Regions from separate parts of the Mus musculus genome. Here region 1 is linked to region 2. A link is a contact called in public Hi-C data. All regions are on one chromosome and are shown on one strand. Each heading gives the region's core, a stretch centred on a gene start, on an enhancer-like site or on the middle of the called end of the contact. The rest is flanking DNA. Distances are from core to core; before and after follow the strand shown. Region 1 overlaps Tmcc1 (transmembrane and coiled coil domains 1). Region 2 has its middle 18 kb from the start of Plxnd1.

The links. A called contact is a pair of places that touch in the nucleus more often than the background predicts.
Region 1: a Hi-C map of bone marrow-derived macrophages shows a contact between it and region 2, with 49 read pairs. The contact joins two enhancer-like sites. A contact is called at or near these places in 2 of 15 datasets of contacts at CTCF or cohesin (the NIH/3T3 cell line and pro-B cells), 196 of 484 Hi-C or Micro-C datasets (2-cell embryo, B cells, the BV-2 cell line and 124 more), 4 of 115 datasets of contacts at active chromatin or transcription factors (double positive thymocytes, embryonic stem cells, heart atrium and 1 more) and 4 of 9 other capture datasets (adipose tissue, liver, macrophages and 1 more).

What each region holds. Positions count from the first base shown.
Region 1 is chr6:116,047,150-116,052,266 of GRCm38.p6, forward strand. All of the region lies in intron 3 of Tmcc1 (transmembrane and coiled coil domains 1), which reads right to left. Among named protein-coding and RNA genes, the nearest start is that of Plxnd1, 55 kb to the left of the region's middle. Within about 2 kb of position 3,027, at least 4 of the 459 cell types and tissues checked have an H3K27ac peak or open chromatin away from gene starts, as enhancers often do. A contact at or near this core is called in bone marrow-derived macrophages, where this site is marked.
Region 2 is chr6:116,010,794-116,015,552 of GRCm38.p6, forward strand. No RefSeq gene overlaps it. Among named protein-coding and RNA genes, the nearest start is that of Plxnd1, 18 kb to the left of the region's middle. Within about 2 kb of position 2,853, at least 45 of the 459 cell types and tissues checked have an H3K27ac peak or open chromatin away from gene starts, as enhancers often do. A contact at or near this core is called in bone marrow-derived macrophages, where this site is marked.

The DNA of each region.
Region 1 (5,117 bases), core at 1,777-4,276, 37 kb after region 2:
AGAAATGAATCTATCAGTCAAAAAGCAGTTCCTTTGCCGCTGGATATAGGTAACATACAGAACTGGATCCCTAACTCATTCCAGGCAACTCAGTTCCAAATGTGAAGCAAAGTTCTCAAAGGTGATACTAAAAAATACCTCTACCAAAGGGGGAACAGAGGATGAAACCCTGAGTCAACCACTCAACCACTGAGCCACATAACATAAAGTATTTTGATAGTAGTATCCCTAAGCTGGCCTCAAACTTATAGCCCTCCTGCCTCAACTTCCTGAGCAGTGGTATTGCCCTAGAATTTCTTGAAAGGCATAAACGTGAAAGAGCAAGATGACTGACATACTCTGCCCTGAAGCACTGACAGGGCCATAAGTTGCTCAACGGTAAGGAGAGGGAACAGTCAGGAGGCTGTTTTAAGGATGAGATTAGTCATGAGTGTGAAAGTGCTGTAGTAGCTCCTGGCAGAGCAGGCTTTTGGCACTGGCTATTACTGAAATAGCTCGTGAGCTGTTCTTATTAAAGATCTCATCATTAGTAGATTCCAGATCATACTCACTTCTAAGCAAGCTACATAGAATCCAGAACAAAGGTAAAATTCTATAGTGAAGGTCACACTTTGAAAATTGGCTTTGCTGGGCAGTGCTGGCACATACCTTTAGTCCAAGATCTTGGGAGGCAGAGGCAGGTGGATTTCAGAGTTCGATGCCAGCCTAGTCTACAGAGTGAGTTCCAGGACAGCCAGGGCTACACAGAGAAACCCTGTCTCAAAAACCCAGAGAGAGAGAGAGAGAGAGAGAGAGAGAGAGAGAGAGAGAGAGAGAGAGAGAGAGAGAGAGAGAGAGAGAAAGAAAGTTGGCTTTGTGGCTTAGCCCATGGTCAAACAACCTTACAATCCTCACAATAAGCTCTAAACAATGTCAGGAAAGCATCTCCCCCAGCCAGCTGTCAGCAGACAGGAGGAGGCAGCAGATAACCACCTGCTGTATTTTTCTCTGCTGCTCTGAGTTGTCATTGCAAATCGGCTCCTGTGCAGCAGCTACAGGTCACACTGCTCTATATATTTGTTTCTCTCTACTAAGAAATCAGACTAAAATTACCTACTGGTAGAAGTTAACTGACCAGAAAATAACTAAAAGAAAATGTGAAAAGATTCATGAGGGACAGAGGGAAGTCAATTAAAGCATAGTACCTGACAAAGCATTTAACTGCTTTGCAAGTTTTCATTTGCAAATATATTAAAGATTGCTTTTTAAGTGGAAGCCAGCCTGGGCTACAAGGAAGACTTTGGAAATCCTAGGCAGGGCAGACAAGAGATAGACAGACACACATAACATCTAAGGGCAAAAGGCAGAGACAGGAAGACACAATAGCACACAGCAATATTCCAGAACATGGCGCAAAGAACAATGGTTTGAGTTCACTATGAACTTTCCAAATTCACCAGTTGTGACTCTGGGTTGCCCATGTGTCCTTTCAGAGCTTAAGTTTTTCACTCAGTTTATTTCCCTAAGACTGTTCTGAAAAGATGTTGAATATATTAAATTGGGGACTGGATATATACAGCAAGTATTAAGAGTACTACTTGGTCCAAGAGAGGTCCTGGGGCTTGAGCCCAACAAGAACATACACCAGGGGAGTGTTAGATTATGCCTAAGACATATAGCATGAAATAAAAATGACAGGTGATCACTGCTTTGGACTTAGCTCCTAGACTGGATCCCAACAGGACGAGGTTAAAAATGTCACACCTTTTGTTTCTCACCCTATTATGCAGACCTTGTTGGATTGGAACTCACAGATAACCACACGTCTCTGCCTAATAAGTGCTGTGCCTCTGTGATGGTTTGAATATGCTTGGCTCATGGGAAGTGACACTATTAGGAGGTGTGGCCTTGTTGTGGGAAGTGTGTCATATATATATTTTACGTTTCAAGATAATGTGCCTATATGTGTGGGTATGCACATTTTTGAGTGCAGCTGCCTGTGGCATCCAGAGGAGGGCATTCGATCCTCTGGAGCTAGAACTACAAGTGATTGTTGAGTTGCCTGATGTGGATGCGGGGAACCACATTCAGGTCCTCTGAAAAGACAGTTAAATGTTCTAAGTTTAATTTTTAAATTACATCTATTTATTATTTATTTTGTTTTTGTTTATGTGTTTGTTTTGAGACAAGGTTCCTCTGAGTAGCCCTGACTGTCCTGAAACTCACTCTGTAGACCAGGCTGTCCTCAAAGTCAGGGGTCGCCTGCTTCTGTCTCCTGAGTGCTGTGATTAAAGACCACTTACTTCTTTTGTTTGTTTGTTTTTTCGAGACAGGGTTTCTCTGTATAGCCCTGGCTGTCCTGGGCTCACTTTGTAGACCAGGCTGGCTTCGAACTCAGAAATCCGCCTGCCTCTGCCTACCGAGTGTTGGGATTAAAGGTGTGCGCCACCACGCCCGGCTGACCACCTACTTCTTATTCAAGTTCTGTCTGTCTGTCTGTCTCTGTCTCTGTCTCTGTCTCTGAGATTGTGGATATGTGTGTACCATGGGACATGTGTGGAGATCAGAGAACAGCTTGTGGGAGTTGATTCTTTTCTTTTATATGTGGGTTCTGAGGCTTGAAATCAAATTGGAAGGCTTAGCAGCAAACACCTTTACCTTCTGAGGCATCTTGTTAGCCCCTTCTCTGTCTTTAGAAGCTAGTCTTCCTGTGTTTGACTTACTGGAATGCGTATTCTACAGAATGAAATGCTTCATGATTCAAGAAAAGCCAACTGAGAGTAATACACCAAGTACTACATCTCTGCCTATGGCAAACAACAAGGGAACTTTTTCCTACCGCCTTACCTGGCCAGCAGGTCAGGTAAGGTCAGCTTCCCCCCCCCCCCCCCCCCCGCCTGCCCCCAATCCTGGACTCATATCATTATCTTCAATGCCAAGTTCTGGTGGAAATCTTATATTCTACACATTAAACAACACACATCATGTCCTTTGGAATGAAGAAAAAAAAAAAAAACCAAAACAGATGGAAATGGGGAAGTCTTTGTAATTCATCTGACATACACAGCTTTGTTAGGAGTGTGTCTCTTCTGAAAATAGCTCTTTTCCAGGGCAAGGTTTTATAGGGCAGATTGTGCCACTGCCTGTTGGAGCTGATGCTGAACACCTGCAGACCAAGTTTCACAGTTCTGCCAATACTTTATGTCAGAGATAGAGACAGCTTTGCTTTTGAATCAGAATTGGAGTATGGGCTTAATTTACATATTCATGAGGCAGTGGTGGTAGGGATTACGGTTGAATATTTGACTTTTAGAATATTGCCTCCAAAATCAAATCTGCATTTTTGCTTGTTTGTTTTTAAGACAAGATCTTACTTGATTTCAGGCTAGCATGGAAGTCACTATGTAGCTCGGCTTTTTTTCAGTATCTTCAGTGCTAACAAATACAGGTATTCAGGCTACTGTGCCTGGCTAAACTTGCAAATTATAATCCTCAGCGACTCATAATCTTGGCCTCAATTTAAGAACCACAAAGGAATATGTTCCATAGTTAGTAAGCAGTAAACTCAAGCTATGCTGGTTGGTCATGTGGGCTTGTGTTTTTCTGCCTGTGTGAGGCAGGACATCGAAGAGCATAAGTTCCTGTCTTAGGAGACAGGGTGCTTTGCTTTCAGTTTAGTATCAGCACTTTGAGGCTGGATTTGGCCATTAACTCTCTCACACTTCATGCCTATCAAAAACAAGGAAACCAGTAGTCTCCCAGCACTTGTATAGAAGACATAGCTTTTCAGGATCATGCTTTCCATCCATCTACACTTTCTCATAGCAGTAACAGCTTAAGTACACCTGGCCAGATTGCTCTCTCCTGTGCACCTCTGACTTTTGGCGTGAGCACTTCACTGTGAAGCGGATGGATGATTTGTACTTGTTCTGACAGTTGATCAATAGCTCCTATACTCCACCTGCATTAGGATTCAAAGCCAGAACAGCTAAACAATTACTCTCCCACTGAGCCACATTTCCTCCTATAATATTCTTAGCATGCAGGCATCAAGTTTCTAAACTGACCCTTGAACGACATTCACATGGGGTTGAACAGTTCACTTCTGTGTATCTTCAATATATGTTACTTTTTCTATTTGTTGTCGAAGAGGGATCGTTCTCTTTAAGTCTGCTACTCATCTATCTATCTCTTTCTTTCTTTTCTTTTCTTTTCTTTCTTTTTTTTTTGAGACAGAAACCTGTGTAGCCCTGGCTGTCCTGGGACTCACTTTGTAGACCAGGCTGTCCTCGAACTTAGAAATCTGCCTGCCTCTGCCTCCCAAGTGCTGGGATCAAAGGCGTGCGCCAGCACTTTCCAGTCCCACAGTTGCTTTTCTAGACAACAGAATAAAGTGATTACCCATCTCCAGCTGATGTCCATGCCTGCTTTAACAACTATCTTTACACTTCTGCAGTTGGTGTTTGTATCTGTTTTAACAACTTTCTCTATATCTGAACATGGTTATCTGTGGCTTTAAAGATCCTAGAAACATTAACTACTTTGATTATACCCCTTCTTTTGCAACATAATGGCTAGATTTGCTTATTTTTCCCTCAGACAGGAACATAAAGGACATAATCTCAGTTATTTGGTGCAGGAGCTCTAACCTGGGACCTTGCACATGCTAAGCCAGTGCTCTATCACTGATCTAGCTGTAGTCCTTTTTATAAATCTTCACTTGAGATCTCACCAAGTTGCACAACCATTTCTGAGATTTAAAATGAAGTTATCTGTACTTTCTAACAGGTGTAAGAAATCACCAACATTAAGGCACCAGAAGATTTTAGGGAAGGCATACTGATATCAATTAAAATGACAAGAAATTTTAATTATTCAAATGTCTGAAAAAGCAAGCTGAATGCTTGTCTTTTTGAAGGAATCTGAAATGAGAAGGTCCTATGATGCTCCTGTATTTCTACATTACGCACACATTAGTGTGTGGCTGCATGTGGGGGTGAAGGACCTGTACTGATTGACAGAGGGACACAGATACTATTCCCTCTCCTGACATATAGGGGTCTCTTAGAAAACAGTCACAGGAGGCTAGAGACATGGCTCAGTGGTTAAGAGCACTGACTGCACTTCCAGAGGTCCTG
Region 2 (4,759 bases), core at 1,603-4,102:
TAACTCCAGGATCTCCTTACATCAGACCCATCATATTCTAACGTTCTGCCACTCCCACTCACCAACAACATGCAAGCCTCCCCCAGTTGACACAGGCAAGTAGCATGGGTGATCTGTAGCAGATGGCTTGACAACACTTCTATCAGACTTACCAAATCCTACTCTAAAACCAGGAGTCCCCATCGCGTGTCTCATAGTGGTTTTGCCCCAGTTGGGAGGTTCTGAGACTGTCATTTAGATGTTACCTTTTTTGTTGTTGTCTTTTTTTTTTTCCAGGTTTAATTCAACTTATTAAATTTTCTTGGGCTGATTCAAACTTTAGTATTGCACATATGAATTTTAAGGGGTGGGTCTGGGGATTTAGCTCAGGGGTAGGGCAATGACTTAGCATCAACCAAGACCCTGGAGACAGCTACTCTCATTTTGGGATTTTGGAAAGGAGCCTTTGTCCATGAAAGAAAGACCTGGTGTTCTCCCTTCACATTGGATTCTCTGCATACCTACAATCCCAGAACTTGGGAGGCCGAGGCAGGAGGACCACTATGAGTGTGGCAGAGTGAAACCATACCTCAAAATTTACAGGTAAGTCAATATGGGTTTTGAAGCCCTAGAACTGTTTGTGCACGTGTGCATATGTGCATGTGTGTGTGCATGCAGGGTGTGCATGTATGAGTGGGGTATGTGTGTAGAGCCCAGGGTGTAAGGCTCTCTCTCTCTCTCTCTCTCTCTCTCTCTCTCTCTCTCTCTCTCTCTCTCTCTGTGTATAGAAGCTCAGTGCAGGCTTCTGGCTTGCTGTAGCCAAAGCCTCTCTGTACCCGTCCGTGCCCAGGGAGTCAGGCTGCTGGGCCAAGAGGCTTTGTGACCATTCTCACAGTTGAGTCTCTTTTTAATCGCTCTCCACTTTTTTTTTTTAAAGACATAGTTTCCTGAACCTGGAGCTCCATGGCTGGGCTGACTGACCATGGCTGACTGACCAGGGAGTGCCATGGAGCTCCCGTGTCTACCTCAGCATCCCTGGAATTACAGGGGGCAAAGATACAGAGTCCAGCTTTAAGTGGGTCCACCGAACCATCTCCCCAGTCTGATAACAAATCCTGGTTCCTTACCTGGCCTGATGGAACAGCAGAAATGCAAGAGTCTGAGCGTCAAACTGCCAACCACGCCCTCGGGCCTCCCATGTCATGGGAGGCAGGCAGGCAGAGCAGAACTCTTACTTGGCAGAGCAGCTTGGCTGCATCCTCAGAAGTAGACCAAGCAGGATTTGATAAGCAGTGGGCTTTTAAGTTCTACTCTTGAATGAGCACCTATTGTGTGCTGCACCTATTGTGTGCTGCACCTATTGTGTGCTGCACCTATTGTGTGCTGCACCTATTGTGTGCTGCTTTAGACGCTGGGGACAAAGCCACAAAAGACAGCATCTCAGAGCCAGTTGAGCCTTTGTGTATTTATTGGCAAGTTTTTGTCCTTTGTGGCTGGGACGTTCTTTTGTTACCACTATGGCAGAATTTTCTGACATATATAGATTTGGGGGGCCGGGGTCCAGACTCACTCGAGATCCAAGGCTGCTCAGGGAAAGCCCACATATTGACTACTTGGTCTTTTGTGGGGTCAATGACAGAGGACACATTCTGGAGTGTTGGAGAGTGACATCGATCGGTACCTGACTACCAGGTCTTCTAATAAGAAGCCTCTTATCGGGTGCTGGAGTAAGTGGCTTGTGACATGGAATTTAGCCTTCCATGAGGGAGGCAGCTACTGTCACTCATGACTTGCTGTGCCTCTTAGCAGGCTCTGTCACTCCTGACTTACTCCCTCCTGAAATGTAAGAACATTCTAGATAAGCTGGATTATGTCAAATGAAACTGGGATTTTTGTTTGTGTTTTCACACATGGTCTTACTACACAACCCAAGCTGTCCTCAAACCTGCAGTCCTCCAGAGTTGGCCCCTTAGTGCTGAGGTTACAGGCATATGCCACTCTCCCTGAGTGGCTCTTCTCCTTCCTCCCTCCCTCTCTCTCTCTTTCTCCCTCCTCCCCCACCTCTCTCTCTCCTTCTTCCTCTCCCTCAGTCCTTCCTTCCATTCTTTTCCCCCTCTGTCTCTTTCTTTCCTTTCTCCTTTTTTTTCTTTGATTTCTTTCAGAACTGGGGATCTTGAGATGGGTGTGGTCGTGTATGCCTTTAATCCAAACACTTGAGATGCAGATGCCGGCTGATCTCTGAGTTTGAGGCTAGTGAAGCCAGCCTGGTCTACACAGCAAATTACAGGACTGCCAGGGCTACACAGAGAAATTCTAACTCTAAATAAATAAGATTCAAAAAAAAAAATTGAGGGGCTGGAGAGCTACTCGGCTGGACAGTTAAGAGACACGTACTGCTCTTACAGGGGACCTGAGCTTGGTTCCCAGCACTTGAGTGGCTCACAACCAATTCTAACTCCAGCTTCAGAGAAGGAATGCTCTGGCCTCCATATGGGCACCTACACTCATATACATACCCACCTCACCTCCATCTATTTATAATTAAAAATAAAAATAAGGTCTGGAGAGATGGTTTGTTGCTTAAGAGCATGTACTGTTGTTTCAGAGAACCTGAGGTCAGTTCCCAGCACTCAGGGGATTGTAAAACCTCTTCTGGCCTCCATGACCATTGCACACACAAGCACACAACTATAATCAGTGCCTCGTGCACAAACAGAAAGACACAAACACAATTAAAAATAAAATCAAATTTAAAAATCTTTTTATTTACTTTTTTTTTTTTTTTTTTTTTGCGTCATGCTGGCTGTGGAATTTGCTATGGAGAGTAGGGTAGACTCAAACTCATAGAGAGATCTGTCTCTGCTTCCAGAATGCTGGGTTTATGAAGATGTGCCTCTATGCCTGTCTTGAAAAAAAAAATTGAATTCTAAAGCCAGATGATGCAGAAGTGGACACCTGTGATCCCAGCACAGGGAGAGGGGAGGCTGGAAGCTCAGGAGTTCAAGGCCACCCTCACTACAGAGTGAGTCCGAAGCCAGCCTGAGAGAGCTAAGGTTTCATTGTCTTTAAAACTTGTGAAATTGTTTTCTTACAGTGACTGTTACTTCCTTGTTTGCAAGGCAAGGAGGAGGAAGTTGCAAAATTTCACCTCCTTTCCTTATGGTATTCACGGGGGTGGGGGGTGGGTGGGTGGGGTGGGCAGGGCCAAAGCCTGCAGGACGCATTTTGCAACCATATTGCCCATTTGGATGACATGAAAACCTGGCTACTGGTTCCTTTTGAAAGGCTGTAATTGCCTTTAAACATATGGCTGGGTCATCTCTCGACACTTTCAATGGCTTCTCTTGTGGCCAGGTAAATAAACCTGGAGCATGGCATTCAGTGTCTAGTTTTTAATTTTTATTTATCTTTTTCAATACTGGGGATGGCCTTGTGCATCCTGGTCCGCGTCAGCCACCGAGCTACCATTCCAGCTGGCCTTTATTGCTCCTTGCAGCTTGGTTCCCGCTTGCTCAAACTCTTCATCTTGGTCCCCTCAGCCTGTGGTTTGCTGACACAGTTCCTCTAATTTACACACCCTCCTAAGCCATTTTGGCCCATCTAAACCCCAGCTCCTCAGGCTGCTGTGTAGCTCAGTGCTCAAGTGCCGGCCTAGCATGTGTGGGGCCTGGGTCTTCAGCTTCTTACATCCACTCCTAAAGGGGACAAAAACCAGACCGAGGACCACAAAGCACAGCATCATCTCTTAGCCCCGCCGCTCTGCAGCCTCCGCTGAGAGCTACTGCTCTCTCTCACCTGGTGGGAAGACCCTCCCTTCTCCCTCCCACACAGAGCTTGGGCTCCTGTCCCGATGTCAGCGCCCTGCTGCAGGCCAGTCTTGCACAGATTGCTCTGTAGCTGTGGGATCAGACGACACCAACTGCTGATATTACACTGGTCCCTGGTTTCCAGAACTACACCCCCAGGCTGGAAGAGCTCAAAGGGTCCAAACCCATTCAGATTCTGCCTCAGACAACCTCAGACATGGTCCAGCACAACCCAGCATAGGACACTGTGTAGTCTCTTTCCTCACTGTCATGGGTCTTTCTCTGTTTAAAAAAAAATATGTGTATCTGTATACATATGTGTGTGCATGTGTATGTGTGTGTGTGTGTGCGTATGTGCACGTGCATTTGCTCATGTGTGTGCCAAAGTATACACGTGTAGGTTAGAGAACAACTTTTAGAAGTTGGGTTCTCTCTCCTCTACGGTGGGTGGTCAAGCTTGTGTGGGACGCACTGGCTGAGCCATCTCACCTGTGCCCTTTCTTTATACAGAGCCAGGGGTAGTAGCAGATGCCTATAATCTAGCACTCAAGGGGCAGTTTTCTGTGTGTGCTTATATTTGCTTATGCCTTGTGTGTATCTATATTTTTATGTTTACTCATATACTCTGTGTGTATCTGCACACTTGCCATTGTGCACATGTGGCAGTCACAGGACAACATGTGGGACTTAGTGCTTTACTCCCACCACGTGTTTTCTAGGAACTCAACTCACATCATCAGCCTTAGTGGCAGGTGCCTGCACCCATGAGACCTGAGATTATCATTTTTCACTCAGACTTTTGCCACAGCTCAGAGGCTCTGAGGTGCAGTTCTGAACTTGTCTTAGGGCACTCAGCAGGCACACAGTTGGGTCCTTCACAGACAGCTGGAGTGTCTAATCTAGGATGCACAGTGAAACCCTGTCTTGAAAGTTTGACACAAGAGAAGAAACATGGTCTCTTAAAAAGCCTCATG